2 separate regions of the Sus scrofa genome follow, and region 2 is linked to region 1. A link is a contact called in public Hi-C data. All regions are on one chromosome and are shown on one strand. The core of a region is the stretch at or near the end of the contact, and the rest is flanking DNA. Distances in the headings are between cores, read along the strand shown.

Region 1 (5,960 bases), core at 2,584-5,083:
TCAGGGGTTAGACCTGGGCAGCCTTGGTGAAAACCAGGAACCCTAACCATTAGATTAGCTAGAGGCTAAATGTTTCAAGGAGGCAAAAACTGAAAACAAGTACAAAGTTTATTGTCATACAAATGTGGGTGAGCACCCAGAGAATTAGGCTATCAAAGGCAGAAGCAAAGCCGTAACACACACCCAAAGAAGGAGCTCAGGTGCAGGCATTCCCCTAAATGAAGAGGGTACCAGAGAGGGGATTTAAATCTTATATAGGACAGTTTTCCTGAGTCTTTGTCTTCCTTTGGCCAATCGTCTTGTTTTTTCTCACACCTGACCCAAGACCCTCCCCACTATGTGTGCGCCTCTTTCGGCAAAGATGGGCTCCAGAGCAAAGGATGCCAGGATGGTATCAGGACCTATAATGGCCTGGCGCCCCCTCCCTTTCTGACCCCTAGGAGTCTTACTGCGCATGTGTAATTAGGGAGGTCTCCTTGACCCAAGGAGTGATTGAATGGTCATCTTATCTTTTTCTCCAGCAGAGCTCAGCTCCTGCCATTAACTTTCTCCTTAAAGCATCAAAGAGAAGCGAGGCCCAAGTTACTCAGCCTGACGAGTCCCAGCGGTTCTCAGCCTGGGGGCCCAGCTACCTGCTCCCTCACACCCACCCAACTCCACTCTGATATCTCTGGCATCTGCAGACCAGGGCCCTAGCCAGGATCTGCACTTTTAGGATGACATGGCGAGAACTTGTCACGAATATTTGTTTTTCTGCCTTTTCTCCCACAGCTCTGTGACAGGCATGAGTGGCTGGGCATTAGAGGTACAGCTTAGAGGTAGACTCTCAGAAGGGCTGGCCCAGTGCCCTGACCACTGGCAGCTCCAGGCACAGCATCCTTCAGGGAAAGGGGAGCAGCTGGACCGGGATGGGCCTGAGGAGCCCACTGTTCTGTTCACTCCATTTCTGGGACAGACTCCAAGCTGCAGATTCCATGAAGCTGACAGAGCTGCAGGCATTTTACTCTAAATAACTTAATATCACAGAGCACCCACCATGGGTCTTAAAAAAAAAAAAAAAATCCAGTACTCATAAGCTTCCTCTGATTTGAGCAATGAAATTTCCCAGAAGGAACTTGGGGTAAACTTTGAGTAGGTAATCAGAAGTGGGCTTGCTGTGGGGACTGCCAGGTAAAGGCTTAGCTCCTGGGACGGAGGGTCCTGGTTTTGTGGATTTGGGCCCAGGCCACCTTTTCAGACAGTAATTAGATAGCAGGAAACGGTCACCAGCATACACTAGTAATCCCACCCACACAGCCCAGGTGGCCTCCCCCCACCCTCGGCCTGCTTATCACTTCCAGAAAGTTGATTTCATCCAACATTGGTAGCTTGATGACTCTGTGCCTCCCCAGAGCATCAGCTTCTCGAGGCAGAGTTTGGCCATTTCCTCTGTGTGGTACCAGCGCCTCTGGCCGAGCCTGGTTCCTAGCAGTTCTCCATGGCATCTGCTGAGTGAGTAAGTGGTGGGTGAACCCATCAGCACAGGAGCAGACTCTTCTGGAGGAATGAGTGGGTGCCCAGAGTTTTCTTCCTGCTCACCCAACAGGAGCCCAGTATTAGCACAGATTTTAAGTGACGATGACCAGATTATGGTCAGCTGCATTCACTGGGAATTGTTGATCTGCTAGGAGAACGTCCCTCTCAATCTGGGTGTGTTTCCGATGAGCTTGGGAGTCTCTGTGATCACTTGCAGGGATGTGGCTCCATGGAGCTGAGAGTTGGGATTGCTCCGTCCTGCACAGAGTTCCAGCCAGGTACCTGTGTGCCCTCCACCAAGTTGGACAGGCAGGTCAGGGCACGGGCATCTGTGTCCTGCAAGTGTTTAAATTACACTCCATTCTGCACAGAGCCCGAGACCCACTAACCCAACCATGCTCTATAATTTTTTTTCTTTAAACAGATGTTCCCGGGCTAGGGATTGAGCCCATACCACAGCAGCGACCTGAGCCACAGCAGTGACAATGCCAGAGCCTTAGCCCGCTGAGCTGCCAGCGAACTCCCCATGTTCTGCCATCTTGATTCCTATTCTTATTTTTTTTTTATGCTATTTTTCACGTGCTTCACTCTTTTAGGAAATGTGCCAAATAGAAATTAGGTATCTTCAAAGCTCTAGACCCTTCAGTGATGAAGGTAAGGAATAGGCATTCCCGTCATGGCTCAGCAGAAATCAATCTGACTAGCACCCATGAGGATCCAGGTTTGATCCCTGGCCTTGCTCAGTGGGTTAAGTAAGGATCCAGTGTTGCCGTGAGCTGTGGTGTAGGTCGCAGACGCGGCTTGGATCCTGAGTTGTTGTGGCTCTCGTGTAGGCCGATGGCTACAGCTCCGATTCGACCCCTAGCCTGGGAAACTTCATATGCCTGGGAATCTCCATATGTCATGGGTGCGGCCCTGAAAAAAAAAAAAAGACAAAAAATAATCTCTCATTTCTTTCTTTCTCTTAATCAATGGAATTACTTTGTACATTCATGTTCATTGGACTAAAAATTGCACGTGGTACAACCATCCACTACTTTTCTTGATGGAAGCTTCTTCGAATTTTTTAAAAAGAGGAAAAACCTTTCTGGCCTCTACTACAGCACCATATTCTATGCCCATTCTAACATGTTCTCCTTTTTCCCTCTCTTTTGGCAATATCAATGTCATCTCTTTTTGGTAAATTTAAAGTCGCCATTAATTTCCAATAGAAACAAAAAGTTACACTGAAGATAATCTTTATCCTCAAACACACTTAACAAAAAGAACAGGCCCAAAAGTCAAAATTACGCACAAGAGAAATTCTAGATTAGTCCAGCGTACGTGGTTCTTATTTGCCTACCTAGGTTCCTAATTTAACAATTTTAGGAATTGTGATTTGTCACAAACCTTCAGTTTGGGCTCAGCATGGGCTGAATAAAGGTGCAAACCTTAACATTCAGGTTAAAATCCTCACTGAAACCTCCTCTGTCTGGACAGTCATCAAGGTGGTAGTAAGTTGGGAATCGGGGTTCTACTCGTAGGGGGTGGGAGGGCAGAGGAAAGTCTGTTCCCAGGACACTTACCTGTCCACACATTTCTGTCTGTTTCCCTCTAAACTGTTATTTGTCACATGTGAAGTAACCTACACGTATCTGGGTGGACAAGACCAGATGAAAGAGGAGGGGGTAGAAATTGAGCCTGGAGTTGCTTTGGGTGTATGGTTGTCTGGAGTTGTGTGGGGTGTATGGTTGTCTGGAGTTATAGGGAGTGTATGGTTGTCTGGAGTTCTATGGGGTGTATGGTTGTCTGGAGTTCTTTGGGGTGTTTGATTGTCTGGAGTTATAGGGGTATATAGGTATCTGATTTGTTGGGGTGCAGGGTGGTGTGTGGGGATGTTGGGGGAGGGAAGAGAAGTCAGTGCTGTGACTCACCCTGAAGGAGATCCGGGGAGGGGAGGGCAGGACCAGGCAGGAACAGGGAAAGGGATCACAGCTGAAAGGAGGAGCCAGCCCTGCCCATGGCCATCTCAGTGGGGGGTCCTTGAGTGCATACATTTTGATTAATGGTATTTTAATGCTAATTTAACTTTCTGGAGTTCCAGAGCCCAAAGGCTCTAGTTGTTCTGAAAGAAGCGAGACAACCACCCCCTCAAAAAAATCGAATTAATGCCTTTACTAATTCCATAGGGTATCTTTGAGCAGGAAGTCAGGGCCAGGTGCGTGGGGCGGCAGCAGAGGGGCCCACCTGTGCGGTTGCTGCGCGCAGTGCGGGGAGAAGCCTCTAGGTGGCGCAGGTGAGTCTGCTCAGAGGTTCTGGGACGCGTTTCCCAGCTCGCACCAAGGAGCAGTTAAGGGTGAGTCGGGGAGTCGAGGAGCCGGGGAGCGGAGGGGAGTTGGGAGCAGGCGAGAGGGGGCTGAAGCGGAGCGGAGCCTGGCCCAGGCAGCCCCACGGCTGCCGGCCGCGGCAGCACCTGACTCTGGGACACGGCCAGGAGGCCACCTGTGAACCCAGGAGCCCCAGGGAGCGGAAGCCTGGCTTTCTCCAGGGACACCCTCTGGGATTGGAAGCGAGCCTCCACCGGGGTCCGGTAAGCCTGGTCCTTTTCTTTCGGTTCCTAAAGTCTTTGGCTGTGGCTGAGACTGAGGTGTCACCGCCGGGAGACAGCCCGAGTGCATTTTTGAGATGCGTGTCATTTTTGGGTTGCGTTTGAACAAGCTTTCCTGGTTGCTGTACATCTGCGCTACTGGTTCTAAGACCTGAGATTGTTCCTTTGTTTTCAGAAAAACATCCGAAACCCCATTTTACTATTGGCTGTGCATTTGGCAAAGGAGCCAAACTGTGTGAACTTAACAGGCTTGAGATTTGGGCCCCTGAGACCCGTGGTCTCCAGGAGCCTGAAAGTGTGGTCTTGGGAAAGGCGAGCTGCAGCTGGGCTTGAACTGGGCTCTGAACCCGTGTCCCACCCGGGGTCCCTTGACCACCTTCCCAGGTGGTTCTGAATCAGGCCTGAGGCAGAGGTCGTGGCCTGTTTTGAAGTGGGGGCGGAGGAGAGTGAGAGGGTGGGGCTGCGTCTGGTGATTTCGGCTCTCACCTCCAGCCAGGAGTTTCCACTCAACCCTCTGACAGTTTAGGGGGAAGTTTGGGCTGACTCCCCATCATCCTGCTGTAGCTGCACCTGCTTGGTGGAAGCCAGAGGTGTTAGGACAGCCAGGACAGCAGATGAGGTAAAACAACAGAGTGACAGTTGAAACGATATGGGGTGGAGTGAGGAGCTACATTAGCAGAGCAGAAGCCACCCCCCCCAACCCCCGACCCAGAAGGAGGTGAGGCTGAAGGAAGTGAGGGTGAGGAGGGGGCACAGGCCCCCCAGCTCTGTGGTACTGAATCCATATTTTGAGATGCTCTCCAACCCAGAGTGAAACCACAGCTAAATCAAAATATTAAAGAGGTAAAAATCCATAATGAACTAACGGAAAAGGGGGATCAATTCAAATAAGTGAACTATTTCCCACCCAATTTGGTGCCCTGAGATTCTAAGTCATCACCACTTAAAACCTTCCCCCAAGGGAGCCAGGCGAATTTTGTGACAGCACTTTTGGAAGGTAATTCTGGAAGCACATGTCTTTGAGACGAAAGGGTAAATAAAATTTCCCTGAAATGTTTGATTTTCATTTTCTGGCCACGATCCAGTTTCTAAAAGTAAACAAAGTTTTCATTCTGTGAAAGATGCGTATTTGTGCAGTGCAGAGGTGTGGGGCTCACCCTCCTCCTGGGTGTCACTGTGTCCCCTGAAGCACCTGCCCTGCTCACACCTGCCCTGCTCACACCAGGACTGACCCCCACTTCGCAGGGTGCACTTCCCACACTGACTTTTAACCGGGAAGCATCTCCCTATCAAAATTCCTTAGGTCCCAAAGACCACATGAAAGCCAGGTCACCTGAGTCTTCTTTCTGGGTCCAGGTGAATGACTTTTGTGGTTTCCAAAAAAATGAAATACATTCTCAAGGAAATGCCCAGGAGCCCAGCTTCAAAGACTCAGGTAAACCTGAAATTCAAACACAGAAGCTGTAAACAGGATGGCGCTTTGGAAACCAGCCCTGCGGTCTACCCTACCCCACCCCCAGTCCTGCCTGCACTTCTCTCAGTGGCTTTCCTCCCACCCGGTTTCCTCAATTATCCCAGCAGACACCTGCCTGCTCTTTGCTTTGATGCTGTTTTAGGCTCTGCCTAGGCAATCCCACCCACCAATAGTATCATTAATTAACTTTCATTAAGCTCACTTAGCACATTAGATCAATTAGGAAACAAAGGCCCAGCACCCGGAGGGCACCACCCCCCACCTCATTACTGCTGTTCACCTTGAACTCACACCCAAAGGCAGGACTTTTATTCCATCTCCAAGAACCATTTCCCTAAAAAGTAAAGTGAGGGAAAGGAACCCACGTCCAGGCACTCAGCTGGG
Region 2 (5,960 bases), core at 1,582-4,081, 270 kb after region 1:
GTATAGGTGGTTTACAGTGTTGTGTCAATTTCTGCTGTACAGCAAAGAGACTTAGTCATATATATATACACACACACATTTTTTTTCACACATTCTGTCATGGTCTATCCCAGGAGAATGGATAGAGTTCCCTGTGCTGCACAGCAGGACCTCACTGCTTATCCATTCTGAATGTTACAGTTTGCATCTGCTAATCCCAAACTCCTGGTCCAATAATTTTTTTTGGGGGGGGGTCCAAAAAAAAAGCCTTTTCTAGGGCCGCTCCCACGGCATATGGAGGTTCCCAGGCTAAGGGTCTAATCGGAGCTATAGCTGCCAGCCTACGCCAGAGCCACAGCAACTCGGGATCCGAGCTGCGTCTGCAACCTACACCACAGCTCAGGGCAACACCAGATCCTTAACCCACTGAGCAAGGGCAGGGATCGAACCCGCAACCTCATGATTCCTAGTCGGATTTGTCAACCACTGCACCACGACAGGAACTCCTGGTCCAATAATTTTTGACAAGAGTGCCACTACCACCCAAAGGGGACAGCACAGTCATTACAACAAATGGTGGTAGGAAAATGCAAATCCACATGTGAAAGAATGAAGCTGGACTCTTAACCTCATACCATAATCAGGGACTAACTCCAAATAGCTCAAAACAAAACAAAACAAAACCAAGACCTCTTAGAAGAAAACGTAGGGGGAGACTTTGCATTAGCTTAAGTCATGATTTATTGGATAGGACACCAACCAAAGCACAGGCAACAAAAGCAAAAAGAGACAAATGGGAGTGACATCACATCGAAAACTTCTGCGCATCAAGGATGCAACCTGCAAAGTGAAAAGGCAATCTGCAGAATGGGAGGAAAATACCTGCAAATCATACATTTGATAAGGAGTTAATATTGAGAATCTGTAGAGAACTCATACGGCTCGACAACAAGAACAGAGCAGATGGACTGGGAGTTTGGGGTTAGTAGATGCAAACTAGTGCATTTGGAGGGGATAAGCAATGAGATCCTGCTGTTTAGCACCGGGAACTATATCTAGTCACTTGTGATGGAACATGACGGAAGATAATTTGAGAAAAAGAATATATATATATATATATATATATATGTACATATATATATATGACTGGGTCACTTTGCCGAATAGCAGAAACTGACAGAACACTGTAAATCAGCTACAATATAAAAAAGAGCAGACTGAGTGTGGTGGAGATAGACTGAAAGACATTAAAAAAAAAAAAAGAAAAGAAAGAAAGAAAAAAGAAAAAGACTGAAAGATGTTAAGTAGGACAAAGATAACCAAGTAGGCAGAATCACAGGAAGAAAAGGATAAAGGGGAAATGCCAAGAACATTTAAAAATAATTTCTGCTTTGCTGGAAGGGAAGCCTGCACTATCACTTATCTTGGTCCAAGTGGAGTTGGGGGCTGTGGAGATGCCCACAGAAGGCGCTGTGCTCACATCACTTCCTTAGCAGACGTTTCAGCTCCACATCTGAAAAAGGCATTAGGGGTTTGGGAGAAAAGACTCTGCCACAGCACCCGAGAGACACTCAGGGCTGTGGTTTCCCTTGGTTACGGCCAGTACATCTGCGAAGAATGTCCTCCTCACCCAAATATGGTTCAGCATCTAGCAGTCAAGGCCACAGCTGCTGCTGGTGCTGACAGAGGTCCTATGACTTCACTGCTCTGCACAAGCAGTAATGTCCCCATACACATGATGTCCTGCCTTCTACCAACGGCACCTTCCATCCTGAGCAAAGCTGCTCTCTTGCCCAGTGGCTTTTTTTTTTTTTTTTTTTTTTTTTTTTGTCTTTTTGCCTTTTCTTGGGCCGCTCCCTCAGCATATGGAGGTTCCCAGGCTAGGGGTCTAATCGGAGCTGCAGCCACCAGCCTATGCCAGAGCCACAGCAACACTGGAACCAAGCCGCGTCTGCAACCTACACCACAGCTCACGGCAACGCTGGATCGTTAACCCACTGAGCAAGGGCAGGGACCAAACCCGCAACCTCATGGTTCCTAGTCGGATTCGTTAACCACTGTGCCACAACGGGAACTCCATGCCCAGTGGCTTTAATCACAGCCTCCACCTTTGATGTTCAGGATGAGTCTCAGTACCTCTTCCTGAGGTTTATGCTGTCTAATTAGGGAGCTATTTGCCCATCCAGCAATTTAATTGAGGTGAGTTTGAATTGAGACGGGATTTAAGTGTAAAATACACATGGGATTCCGGAGATTTAGTTGTCGAAACATGTAAAATATCCCAAAAATTGTTCCTATGACTACGGGATGTGTAGAGTTTGGACATGACAAGAATTTGGCATTTTGAGTTAAATCAAATATTATTATTTGTCTTTTTTCTTTCAGGACCGCACTGCACCCGTGGCATATGGAGCTTCCCAGGTTAGGGGTCGAATCCGAGCTGCAGCCACTGGCCTATGCCACAATCATAGAAATGCCAGATCCGAGTCGCATCTGTGACCTACACCAGAGCTCACGGCAACACCAGATCCTTGACCCACTGAGTAAGTCCAGGGGTCGAACTCGTGTCTTCATGGATACTAGTCAGATTTGTTTCCACTGAGCCATGATGGAAAATCCAAATCAAATATTATTATTAAAACTAATTTCACCTGTTTCTCTTGCACTACTGTGGCTATTAGGAAAGTTGAAGGCACATAACTGCCATGTCTCACATCACATGTTATGGATGGCACCATTCTAGATAATATTAGAAGCCCTTGATTCTGGAAACAAGAATGTGGCCCAGGGAGGTCCCACTGTGGTGCCATGGGATTGGCAGGGTCTCTGCAGCGCCAGGATGCAGGTTTGATCGCTGGCCCAGGGCAGTGGGTTAAAGGATCCGGTGTTGCCACAGCCATGGCACAGATTGCAGCTGCAGCTTGGCTTTGACCCCTGGCCCGGGAACTCCATATGCCACAGGGCAGCCAACAAAAGAGAAAAAGAAAAAGAAAAAAAGAGAAAAAAGAATGTAGCCCCCTCAGGTCCCCCAATCCTGAGGACTGTGAATCCTTCCACCGTGATGGCGTGGCTGGGCAGCAGTGGGCCTGGGACCTGCCCTCCCTCACCAGCAGGGCCTCCTTGCAGCTCAGACCCCCACATGAACCTCCCCTGCCTGCTGCCAAGGGGCTAAAATCAAAGAAAAGTGTTTCCACAATTAGCAACATGAAGAGCACTCTCAGTAAATGTTACTTCCCTCTCTTTAAGGTCTTAGAGATCCTGTGGACACAGCTCATTTAGTCATCAGCGTCTGGATTCCAACCCTCTTTTTTCCGTCCCTCCCCCAACTCTAACGAGTTCTCTGGAACTCGCCCTTACAGGCAAGGTGTCTGGGGAGCTTCCAGGCAAGGCCGTCCCCTCCCATAGCTGCCTGCCCGGCCTGCCCAGCCTGCCCGTTTGTCTGCCGTATCCTCCCACTTCCTCTCACTAGTCCACGAATTAACAAGTCACTACAATTAACTTCAAAATTCTGGCTGCCGGTCATGTTCTCCTCAGGACTGTTATTACTGACGCAGTGCTACCGCCTCAATATACATGCAGCTCCGTTATGCTTGTAGCTGTTTCCCATGAGCACGCTCCAGCCTCCCAAGGCATGTGGAAACATCCTTCTTTTACCACCAGAGTCTCATCAGGTACATGATGGATGAAGACCTTTATGGTCTCGGAAGTAAAGTCAAACGGAATAGTGGTTTTAATTACTGACCAGGCCAATCAGGATTACAGGGAGTGAAAAGCAGCTTCTCTGAGAAAGCAGGGGGCGGAGGTAGGGACAGGAAAGGAAGCTGATCCTGCAGGATTTCCCCAGAAGCCCCTTCAGAGGCAAATTCGTCCTGCTAAGTGGGAGAAGCCAGACAGAGAGAGTCACAGGCTGTGTGATCCCACTCACAAAGACACACACAAGAGGCAAGTTCACAGACACAGGAAGTGGGTTAGAAGTGGTCAGGGCTGGAGGTGGAACAAAATTAAGGCTCAAAGCTGCACAGTATCTGTCTGGGGTAAATGACAGTGGTGCTGGTGGTACAATACTGTCAGTAGAGTTAATGCCACTAAATTTTATACGTAGAAATGCTTCAAATGACGAGTGTTGTGTTAGATGTATTTCAGCACAACAAAAGGTCGACTTTGTTGGCCATCTGGATCTCACCAAAAATCAACTGAGACTCCTTTTACACACATTATATGAATTAATCCTCATTACCCAGAGATGAGGTAAATTGCCATTGACAGATGGAGAATCTGACACTTGGATATTAAACAATGGGTTCAGAATCATATAAGCGGCAGAAATAAGATTCGAACCCAAGTCTGGTAGCTGTAAACCCGTGTTCTTTCAACGACAGCACAGTGTTTGTAGGAAAAACAGGCTCGATGGATAAATGTGAGAGGAAAGCAGTCTCCTTATCGGCCCCGAGCCGGTCGATTACGTGACAGGAAAGACTTGCAACAGCTGGACCCAAGAAGGTGTCCAACACCTTCCCTGGCTGCAAATGAGCTTCTTTCCAGTGGCAAAGAAGCTTCCTTCAGGCATAATTTGTAAGCCCTATAGATATATGCTAAGGGCATGTCTGCCCCTTCTCTCCCCCAAGAAGACTGGGTAAATTGATTTTTCGATTTTTCACACCCTATATACCGTCTCCCAAACACTCATCAGGAGTTAGAGCCCGCGATTTCCCCAAGAACGCCGCCGTCTGGTGTATAAAGTGCTTTTCCTACAAGTCACCGCCTGCAGCTCAGGCACTCACTCCGCAGAACACCAACATCTCCGTTAGGCAGACGATTAACCGTGCCTCAGAAATGACGGCAACACACAACTACAACCTGTCCTCGATTTTACAAACCAGACAAGAGGTCGTGAGAGGAGCCCAGACCCTAATCATCTGCCTTCTGAAGTTGAGTGGATGGATCAATATACTGCTAAGAACTCTGGGGCAAGACTTAATTCAAGCTCATACAGGGCTGCTGCTTTAAAAAACAAAACTAGGAGTTCCCGTCTTGGTGAAGCGGAAACGAATCCAACTACAAACCATGAGGTTGCAGGTTCAATCCCTGGCCTCGCTCAGTGGGTTAAGGATCTGGCGTTGCTGTGGCTGTGGCGTAGGCCAGTAGCTGTAGCTCCGATTAGACCCCTAGCCTGGGAACCTCCATATGCCGCAGGTGTGGCCCTAAAAAGTTAAAAGACAAAAAAAAAAAAAAAACCCACAAAAAACTAAAAATACTGGTTAAAGTTCCCTTAAAGGCGCTGTCTTTTCTCTGGGAACCCTCGGAGCTGCTGACATCAGGAAATGCCTACAAGACAGAAGACTTCCTCCCAGCCCTGCCAAGGCTGGGGTCCAAGGCCCTGTCACAGAGATCCTCTGAGCCCACATCGAAGGACACCCAGTCCCACCAGCTGGGACCGTCCCCAGTGATCCCTACATCCCCAGAATCCAGTGTAGCACGAGCATGGAGCAGACCAGTCACCATCACTGGATGAGGGACTCAGGGACACCACTTTCCTGGGGCTCCCCCGCCTCCCAGCACTGCAGTGCTGTCACACCACTTCTCTGCCAAGTCCCCCAGACTTCACACTATCACTGCCACTACCCCCCACACTGGACGCCGTCTGGATTTCTCTCCTTCATTCAACACTGAGCTCTCAAAGGTCTGAGCCAGGGAAACAGGTGACTGGGAGACAATGCCTCGCTGGCTTCAGGGCCTCAAGGGCTGGCGGGAAGGACAGGGCACCAGTCGGCAGAGGGCCAGGGCAGGGCCCAGAGCCTACAAGCCTCTCGAACCATGTTGTTCTGGGAGATGGAGGTCAGTGATGGGGATTCTGACCAGAGAAGCAAACCCTCCTCCTGCTGTAACCAAATGCCTTGAAGAGCCCTTCCTGCTCCTTTTTTCCCTTTTTTGGCTTTTTTTTTTGGCTTTTTAGGACCCACAACATATGGAAGTTCCCAGGC

Evidence for each region. Hi-C and Micro-C count contacts between places; a contact is called where the count stands out from the background.
Region 2: a contact with region 1 is called in a Hi-C map of liver, with 1.7 times the contacts expected there. The contact joins the enhancer-like site here to the promoter of EDAR in region 1. A contact is called at or near these places in 9 of 47 Hi-C or Micro-C datasets (embryonic fibroblasts, fetal heart ventricle, heart right ventricle and 6 more) and 1 of 2 datasets of contacts at active chromatin or transcription factors (skeletal muscle).

Annotation. Positions count from the first base shown.
Region 1 is chr3:47,392,470-47,398,429 of Sscrofa11.1, forward strand. It overlaps EDAR (tumor necrosis factor receptor superfamily member EDAR), which reads left to right and starts at 3,834. Exons shown (of 12, transcript XM_021087105.1): 1 at 3,834-4,084.
Region 2 is chr3:47,664,845-47,670,804 of Sscrofa11.1, forward strand. It overlaps a transcript of LIMS1 not described here. Among named protein-coding and RNA genes, the nearest start is that of LIMS1, 38 kb to the left of the region's middle. Within about 2 kb of position 2,832, at least 41 of the 83 cell types and tissues checked have an H3K27ac peak or open chromatin away from gene starts, as enhancers often do. A contact at or near this core is called in embryonic fibroblasts, liver, mesenteric adipose tissue and 4 more, where this site is marked.